3 separate regions of the Zea mays genome follow, and all the other regions are linked to region 3. Evidence: chromatin contacts called from public Hi-C data. All regions are on one chromosome and are shown on one strand. The core of a region is the stretch at or near the end of the contact, and the rest is flanking DNA. Distances in the headings are between cores, read along the strand shown.

What was found. A called contact is a pair of places that touch in the nucleus more often than the background predicts.
Region 1: a Hi-C map of ear shows a contact between it and region 3, with 3 times the contacts expected there. The contact joins the enhancer-like site here to the promoter of LOC606487 in region 3. A contact is called at or near these places in 2 of 25 Hi-C or Micro-C datasets (ear and tassel).
Region 2: a Hi-C map of ear shows a contact between it and region 3, with 2.7 times the contacts expected there. The contact joins the enhancer-like site here to the promoter of LOC606487 in region 3. A contact is called at or near these places in 2 of 25 Hi-C or Micro-C datasets (ear and tassel).

What each region holds. Positions count from the first base shown.
Region 1 is chr7:12,914,538-12,917,237 of Zm-B73-REFERENCE-NAM-5.0, reverse strand. No RefSeq gene overlaps it. Among protein-coding and RNA genes, the nearest start is that of LOC118472905, 14 kb to the left of the region's middle. Within about 2 kb of position 1,442, at least 18 of the 20 cell types and tissues checked have an H3K27ac peak or open chromatin away from gene starts, as enhancers often do. A contact at or near this core is called in ear and tassel, where this site is marked.
Region 2 is chr7:12,733,192-12,735,891 of Zm-B73-REFERENCE-NAM-5.0, reverse strand. No RefSeq gene overlaps it. Among protein-coding and RNA genes, the nearest start is that of LOC111589745, 21 kb to the left of the region's middle. Within about 2 kb of position 1,406, at least 18 of the 20 cell types and tissues checked have an H3K27ac peak or open chromatin away from gene starts, as enhancers often do. A contact at or near this core is called in ear and tassel, where this site is marked.
Region 3 is chr7:13,500,555-13,503,254 of Zm-B73-REFERENCE-NAM-5.0, reverse strand. It overlaps LOC606487, which reads left to right and starts at 1,324. Exons shown (of 3, transcript NM_001112341.1): 1 at 1,324-1,413. The coding sequence starts at 1,324.

The DNA of each region.
Region 1 (2,700 bases), core at 193-2,692, 590 kb after region 3:
TCATTAGAGAGTCATGAGCTGCTCTTGACCGTGAGCTCGGCTAGTATACCAGTTTTACACTCTGCAGAGGTTGTACCCTTTACCGACAAGTCATGTTACTCATCTGCCAAGGTATCGCGACTCCCATACACCTCTACCTAAGAAGCGAGGTAGGGCAACACTGCGAGGCATTTACAAAGTTCCACTAGCTTCCGAAAAGGCGCTACAGTTTATGGGAAGAGCACTTGCAAGAATCCCTCGTCTGACCGCCATCGCAGCAAAATCAACCTGAGAACCTTCATGCATGCAACTCCCCTACTGCCCTTGCCCTTTTCGGGTAAGGTAGTCTTCCACTAGCTTTCCTAATTAGTCAGCCAAGGGTGTCCCATTAAAACCTTGTGGTGGCACGTGTTTCTCAAGTTAAGCTCCATGTTCCAATTAACATTAATGATCTTGACATGAACATAAATAGAATAACAAAATAACTGGAACATGGATATAATAAATGATTATCCCAAAACCATGTAAAACTATAGCAAACTACCCAAGTGATTCAGGAGTAAACAAGGTAATGAGATAAACAATCTAGGGTGACCTATCGGGTCCCATCAAAATTAACCTATGCATGAATAAGTGACATTAAAGAGCATTATTGGGTAAAAAGTGGTCAAGGGCACAACTTGCCTTCAATGAGCTCCTGCTCAGCTACTTCTATCTGCTGGTCACTATGATCCTCACTCACAGGTTCTTCTACTCGCCACAATATAAACAAGCACAATATAGAGAAAATTAACATCACACCAAACATGTAAGGAAAATACATACTAATAATATACACATTAAAATAAAATCCTAGGAACAGAAATCATAATTTTTGGAGTTATAGATTTTGAGATATGAATTTCCAAAGGTTTTATGTGCTTGAAATAGAATTAAATGAGAAATTATTTTTCTTACTGTTGTCATGACAAAACAGAGACTCTAAGCGATAGAGAATAATACTACAAAATTTTAGGAACTGGAATGGACTAATTTGGAGTTCATATGAATTTGCTATGAATTTTACAATTCCTAGCATTTATTTTCATATTAAAAATCTATTTTCCAATTTATTTATTCAATTTCAAACTGTACTGGACTGGGCCTCATTTTCCAGAAAGTGTAGGGGCTACAGGGTAAAACTTCTAAGACTCAGGAAACAGTCCACACGGACGGCGGGTTGATTCCTAGATTTTCTAGGGTCCCCTATGTAAACTAGCGCTGCGAAGAGGTATCGGCCACAATGGGCTGTTGGATCAGACGTGGATCCATCAGATTGAATCTAAGTTTTATGAAACGTAACGCGCGTGAAGTCGTTGGATCAACAGTGAACGACCCGAATTTAATGAGTCATAGATCCACTCCGCGCCACTGGATCACGATCTAACGTTCCATGACAGTTTCCCCAATCAGTACGCCAGCTCCTAATCTTAGCCGTTGAACTAGATATCAACGGCATATGCTTCTCCCCCAAGCTACTGTCGACCGGTACCTAGTCGTCTCCTACCTCCTGTCAGCGCACTGAGTGGCGCACATGTCACCGCAACGGAGTAAGCCCCGTCGGCGTTGGCTACGTCGTCCTATGAGCCATATGGTTCTAACGAACACGACCGAGGACCGAACGCCATGACGCCGCTAGCCAACCCGTATGGATCTGCCCGCTCAAACCCCCCCTGCGCCCGAACAAGGTGACACGGTGACTCTGCCCGCCACCGGCGAGCAATTAAGCTCCCAACCGTACCTAATCACGCGTCCTAACAGGACCTAGAGAAGGCGGAGACGAGAGTGGACATGATGAAGGTTACCTCAACGGCGGAGGAAGCAGCGACGCTGATGGTCTAGGACTCGGTCGAATCGGTCATGAGTCTTAATTTCGAGAGCGAAACCTCAACCCCGCTTCCCAATCTCCCCTGGCGAGGCTCTGATTCCCGCCCCGTTGACATCGCGAAGCCCAACAGCTAATGTCGGCGCATTGAACGACGGTGAGGAGGAAGTACAGCGGTGGCGGCGACTTTCTTTTGGTTCTTCGCTCGGTGTTCACGCCAACGGTGGGGTTCAAGTGGAGGAATAGGGTCTAGATTAGAGGGGATGGGTTCGCCCTTTATGCGCGCTGAAGATTCCGCCCCCAGTCAATCCCCCATCACGGACCCACCGAATCGAACAGACTCCGGTGGACTCGGCGTTCGCTGCAACAAACTCCTAAACGCAAGGGGAAGGAGACGCACCTGACGATAGGGTCCCGCTGCCAGTGTCGACGAACGGATGCAGGCGCGCACCAGAGTCACCGACCGAGCGGGCCCACCCGTCGGCGCACTCTAGGGAGGCGTGAGCCTGGTCGTGCGGTATAACAGGGCAATGACCGGTTAGGGAAATAGGAGTGGGCTGAGGGAAAAGTTTGGACCCATTCACGTTCTTTCTTCTTTTCTTTTTTTATTTCATTTTCCCATTTTTGATTTCGAATTTAGAATTTAAATTTGGTTGTGACTTGCACATATATCAATGTACAAATTCAAATCTTATGATAAAAGAATATATTTATTTCCTTTATTTTATGTGGTATTCTCTTCTCTTTCTCCAAAGTTTTGCTCCCCATTTAGGTTTTAAATTCTAGTTTGTATATCAATGTATTGTTTTTTATATTATTAATTTTATTATTTATAGATGCACAATCAAATAAACTCC
Region 2 (2,700 bases), core at 157-2,656, 770 kb after region 3:
CTCCCCTACTGCCCTTGCCCCTTTCGGGTAAGGTAGTCTTCCACTAGCTTTCCTAATTAGTCAGCCAAGGGCGTCCCATTCCACTCCATGTTCCATTTAAAAATAATGATCTTGACATGAACAATAAATAAAATAATAGAATAATTAGAACATGGACATAAGGTGATATTAATCCTAAAACCATATACAGCAATAGCAAAACTACCCAAATAGTTCAGGGGTACACAAGGTATAAAGATAATCAGACTAGGGTGACCTATTAGGTCCCATTAAAATTAAACCTATGCATGAATAAATAATTATAAAGAACATTATTAGATAAACAAAATTGATCAAGGGCACAACTTGTGTGGGACTTGAGATTCTAGGTATCAGGATGATCTTCAGATGACTCGTGACCTCACTGCTAAACGTAGCAATACAGACAAACATAGTATAAGCAAAATTAACATTACAACAAACATAAGAATAAACTGCATAATAATAATCTATGCGTAGCTACGAGATCGTGGGTTCGAGAATCGCTAAATTCAGAGTTACGATTAAGGAGTTGTGATTTATGGAAGATCTATGAGATTTAAATATTAAACTATATTATGAATTGGTTAGTATACATCATATGAGAGAATATTTTATAACTAATTAACTCAACTTTAATCTTAATTACAACTTTACTAGAGCTCATATTTTAATCAAATTATAATCATGGACAGTTTAGCTTTGATTCAGAAGAGTTAATCTAGTAGACATAGAATAAATAATTATCTAACTATAAAATTATGTGATATGGTATAATTAATGCTGTTACTGCATAATAAATATTTATACGAAGCTAACGCAACTTGAACGGATTGAAACAGAGTTAAAATGAATTAGTTATGATTTTCCAAAGTTTTAAGTGGTAGATACTAAACAAATCAAGCGTATAATTTTAACCATATGCTTCATACTAAAATAAGATTACTAGAGGATGAACAATATTACTATGAATTTAATGCAACTAAAACGGATCAAAAAGGAGTTCGAATGAATTTCTTATGAATTAAACAAGATTCTGGAATTATTTTTATACTAGAAATCATTTTTCTATATTAATTACTGGATTTATTTAAGCTCTGGGCCGCGGGTACTAATTATCAGAGGTTCGGGGGCAAAACTATAAATTCCAGGGGCCCACCCGTATTTATTTTATACAGCCAGAGGATGGCGGGTTAATTTCTTAAATCGCTGAGGGCTTTTTAACAAAATAGCCGCGGCGAAGGGGTATCGGTGAGCAATGGTCGTTGGATCAGCGATTCGTGGCGAGGATTAGATCCAAACGTTTACTGAACCGGTATAGCTATCAGCCGCAAGATCGGAGATCAACGGCTACAACTTAATGGAACATGATCTGTTTCGAGCCATAGGATACCGATCCAACGGCACAGATCCAATGCCCTAGGAGGTATGCTAAACCTAATCTGGGCCGCCCATCTATGGATCCATGGTTCTGCGTATGATCTTCTACCCCCAGCCTGAACACGGCGGCGCAGCAGTGAACGACGGCGGAGCTCCCGCCGTCGTGCGGTGATCCACGGCTCTGGTGCACTACTTGATAAATTGAAACACGCTAAACGACTCTAAGGCCAACACGGACAGGATGGGAGAAAGCTCAATAGAAAAGGTGCGACGGAGATCGCTGGCCACAGGATAGCATCAAATCAGCGGCGGAGTTAATCTCCGGCGAGCAATTCGTTGAGCACTGATCATCCGCAGCCGCCCAACACCACACAGGGACACCCTCAGGCCATCAATGAAGTATCCTGAGCACATATGTGCCCAAACAACGGCACCGACGAGCAGCGAGACGCAGCCCCTGGCAGAGGACAGCCCCAGCGAGGAACCACAACTCCCCCGCGTATCCCGGAGCACGGCGACTGCACCATGCCCATCGACAGGGTCGGCCGCCTCCCAGACAACACCAGCCATACCCAACAATGCCCCAGCATGAAATCAACCCCGGTGGTACTCCACTTTCTCTCCCTACGGTTGGCACGATGGTGGCACCCTCATCGATCTCTCTCCCTCGATTTGATGGTGGCAGCGGAAACCCAGGGGGTCCTTGGTCCTGGGGTTCGCAGCGGAGCCACCAGGCCACGCTTTTTCATTTAAGAGTTTCTTGATTATTTTAAGAATATGCATAATTTATGAATAAAACAAATCAATGGAGTGTCTTCTATTATTTATTTTTTTCGAGTTTCAATTTTATGTGTTAAACTTAAAAAGAAAATCTAGTCCAGATTTGAGTCATCTAAATTTAATACTCATTTAGATAAAAGTCATTTTATGAAATGAATAATCATTTAGTTGAATAGAAAATATTTTTATTACTTCTTTTCTTAATTAACTCTTAGTTTCGAGATTCAGTCCTCAAAAATCAAAGCTTAAGTATAAATTGAGATATCTAAATTTACTATATCATTTATTTATTTATTTATTTTATTATTTTCTCTTATACGAATTTTGGGCTTTACAACCCCAACACACATGTTGGTCGCTACTAGAGCGCCATCGCTGCTCCACATGCTTTCTGCCCTACTCCCACCGTGCTTAATCTAGCGCTCACCACCACTGCAGCGGGCAAGTCACCCCTTGAGCCCTCGCACCTACACCTCCCTACCCTGCGAGTCTGCAACACCACCACAGCCGCTACTGCTTAGG
Region 3 (2,700 bases), core at 75-2,574:
GGCCACCAAAAGCTGCGGACAGCCAAACACTTAGCTTCTCAGACAGTTTTTATAAAATTCGTTTGAGTAAAAATTATTCAAAAATCAACATAAACACATATACGGTTGAGTCGTTGAAATAGTAGAAATCCGTCACTTTCTAGATTCTGAGCCCTATGTACACCTTTATTTTCATCCGCATGTAATCTTAATGATACTCAGATTCTCTATACAGTCAGATTCTTCCTACAGCTAAATTTTTAGAAAAACTTGTCAAAAAAAAGCTGAACCAAACATGTAGTGATTTCCCTCATACCTTGTCATGCAGGTACGACTACAAGAGCGTAAAATAACACATGCAATCCAACAAATTAAGAATGTATTTGGTTCACGTTTCTAAACCAAATTTAATACTAAAATCTAGAATCTCAATTAAGCGATGACAAAAACAGAATATTTTTTTAAAAAATTATAATTTTTAGTTCAATTGATAATCGCCTTCTACCCTACCTCATAACAACTTTCTCATAGATAACAGTTAGAATTAGTTTTTTATTAATCTATAGCTAAACTAAATAAAACCTAATTATGACTATTATTGCAACTAATGTAGTTAGTAGTTGCAACCTCAAACCCAAACGACATGGATTGTATTTTCCATTGTTTTAAATTATAAGGTATTTTATTTTTTCTAGATTTATTATTTTTCTATATATATATATATATATATATATATATATATATATATATATATATATATATTATACTACAAAAAATGTTAAAACGTCTTATAATATGCCACAAGAGAACTACCAACTAGAATAAGTTTCCATTAAAAAATTCTACACATTTGCTAAAAATATCCATACGGTTTTTAAAATGCATTTTAAAACATTTTAAAAAGATAACACGCCCGTGGTAGCTACTCGTTCAGATTTAAATAACCGTATCAATATAAACGGTCAAGTTTATATTAACGTAGCCATACACATTTTAAAATATAATTAAAATAGATAAATAATAAATGTATTAACGGTCAAGTTTCAAATACGCTGACCGGTCAAGTTTATATTTTGCGGGCCGTCGACAAGCACAAGTGGGGAACCTTCGAGAATTCGAGAAAATAACACGGCAGCCGCCCACGAGCGCGGTGACGTACGTAACCCCGCGTACGCGGCCCGTAACCGCAACGTGGGCCGCCAGGGCTTTCCGGTCATTTCTCAACCCAGTCGCTGCGCCTATAAATGTCGCGTGCACGCGCACCGGATGAGGCCACCAAAGGTACCTTGCAATCACAACGAACAGAAGCTCTCGATCTCACCGACACCGAGGAAGAAGAGATCAATGGCGTCCGAGCAGGGAGTCGTGATCGCGTGCCACAGCAAGGCTGAGTTCGACGCCCACATGACCAAGGCCCAGGAAGCCGGCAAGCTGGTACGCGTCCCCGTGCCTCGTCTTCCTCGATCCCCATTCCCGTGATTTTGTTTGGAAAGCTGTTTAGGGGATTCCGCGGTTCAAATCGATTCGTCTTTGGTTTCCTTATTATGCGGTCGCCCCCCTGTTCAAATTTGCTCTGAATCGCATCTGGGATGCTTGTGTTCGGGGGTGATTAGGGTGCGGCGCGTGTAGTGGGCAGGATTTTAGGGATTTTAGCGGGTCCGTACAGTCCGTCTCCGTCCAGGGATTATGTTGATTGATGTAGCCTGAGACGATTTGATGTCCACGGTTGTGCACACAGATTTATTATGGGTGGAGTATTGATATGTGCATGCAACGAATTTATTGCACATGCTTTTCGTGGTTACTTAGTAATTATAGGTGTGATTTAAATTAGTTTGCCCTACTGCTGATCTCTATGCTGAACCGGAAACCCGTATGAGCTTTGCGGCAACATTTGTGTGAGTAATTTGAGCTGGCAGTTGCTCTATTTGGAGATCTGTATTTCCACTAAATCTACGAAGTAGTAGATGCATAGATAAACTTAAGCTGTCATAGAAAGTCATTTAAAACATGGGAAGAGTTTGACGTTTAGACCTCTGTTAAGTGCTCATGATGTCATATTGAAATTTCGTACACTCTAAGGGGAGTAATTTGGAATTGGGGAAAGAATTCAACAGCTGCAGTTGAGATTTGCTAGGAAGTCAAGTTGAAATTGGGAAGGATTCAAGGGCTACAGACCACCTCCGTACCTTCTCCTGTACCTTCTCCTGTGTACTGTAGAGTAACTGATTTTAGGTCTTTTTGTTTGAGGACTAATCTTTAGTTGTCGTTTAGGGGTAGCTTTGGAACTTTATTTTTTCAAAGGATTTCTATTTTTTTAAAGGAAAATGAACTAATTTTCTTTTGAATAATTTTCTTTTGAAAAATGAGAACCTTTGGAAAAATGGGTTCACAAACTAACCTTTAACCTTTTTTTTTGCTAAATAGAAGAACTAAAGTAGATATTAGTGGGGTGTTTAGTTTGAAGAATGAGCTAGTCCATCATCTTCACACTCCACACATTTTTTTTGGTTTGTATAATGGAATAAGTTGATCCATCACTATCTTAATCCTCATATTTAGTTAGTACTAATATAAGAAATGATGTCATCTCACCAAATTTGAAGAATGAACTCATGATGAACTACCTTATTTTGGAGGGAATGATCCCTCAAACCAAACACTCTCTAATTGATTTTAGTGTTAAGTCGTTTAAAGGATAGCTAAAAGAGATTGAAGCAG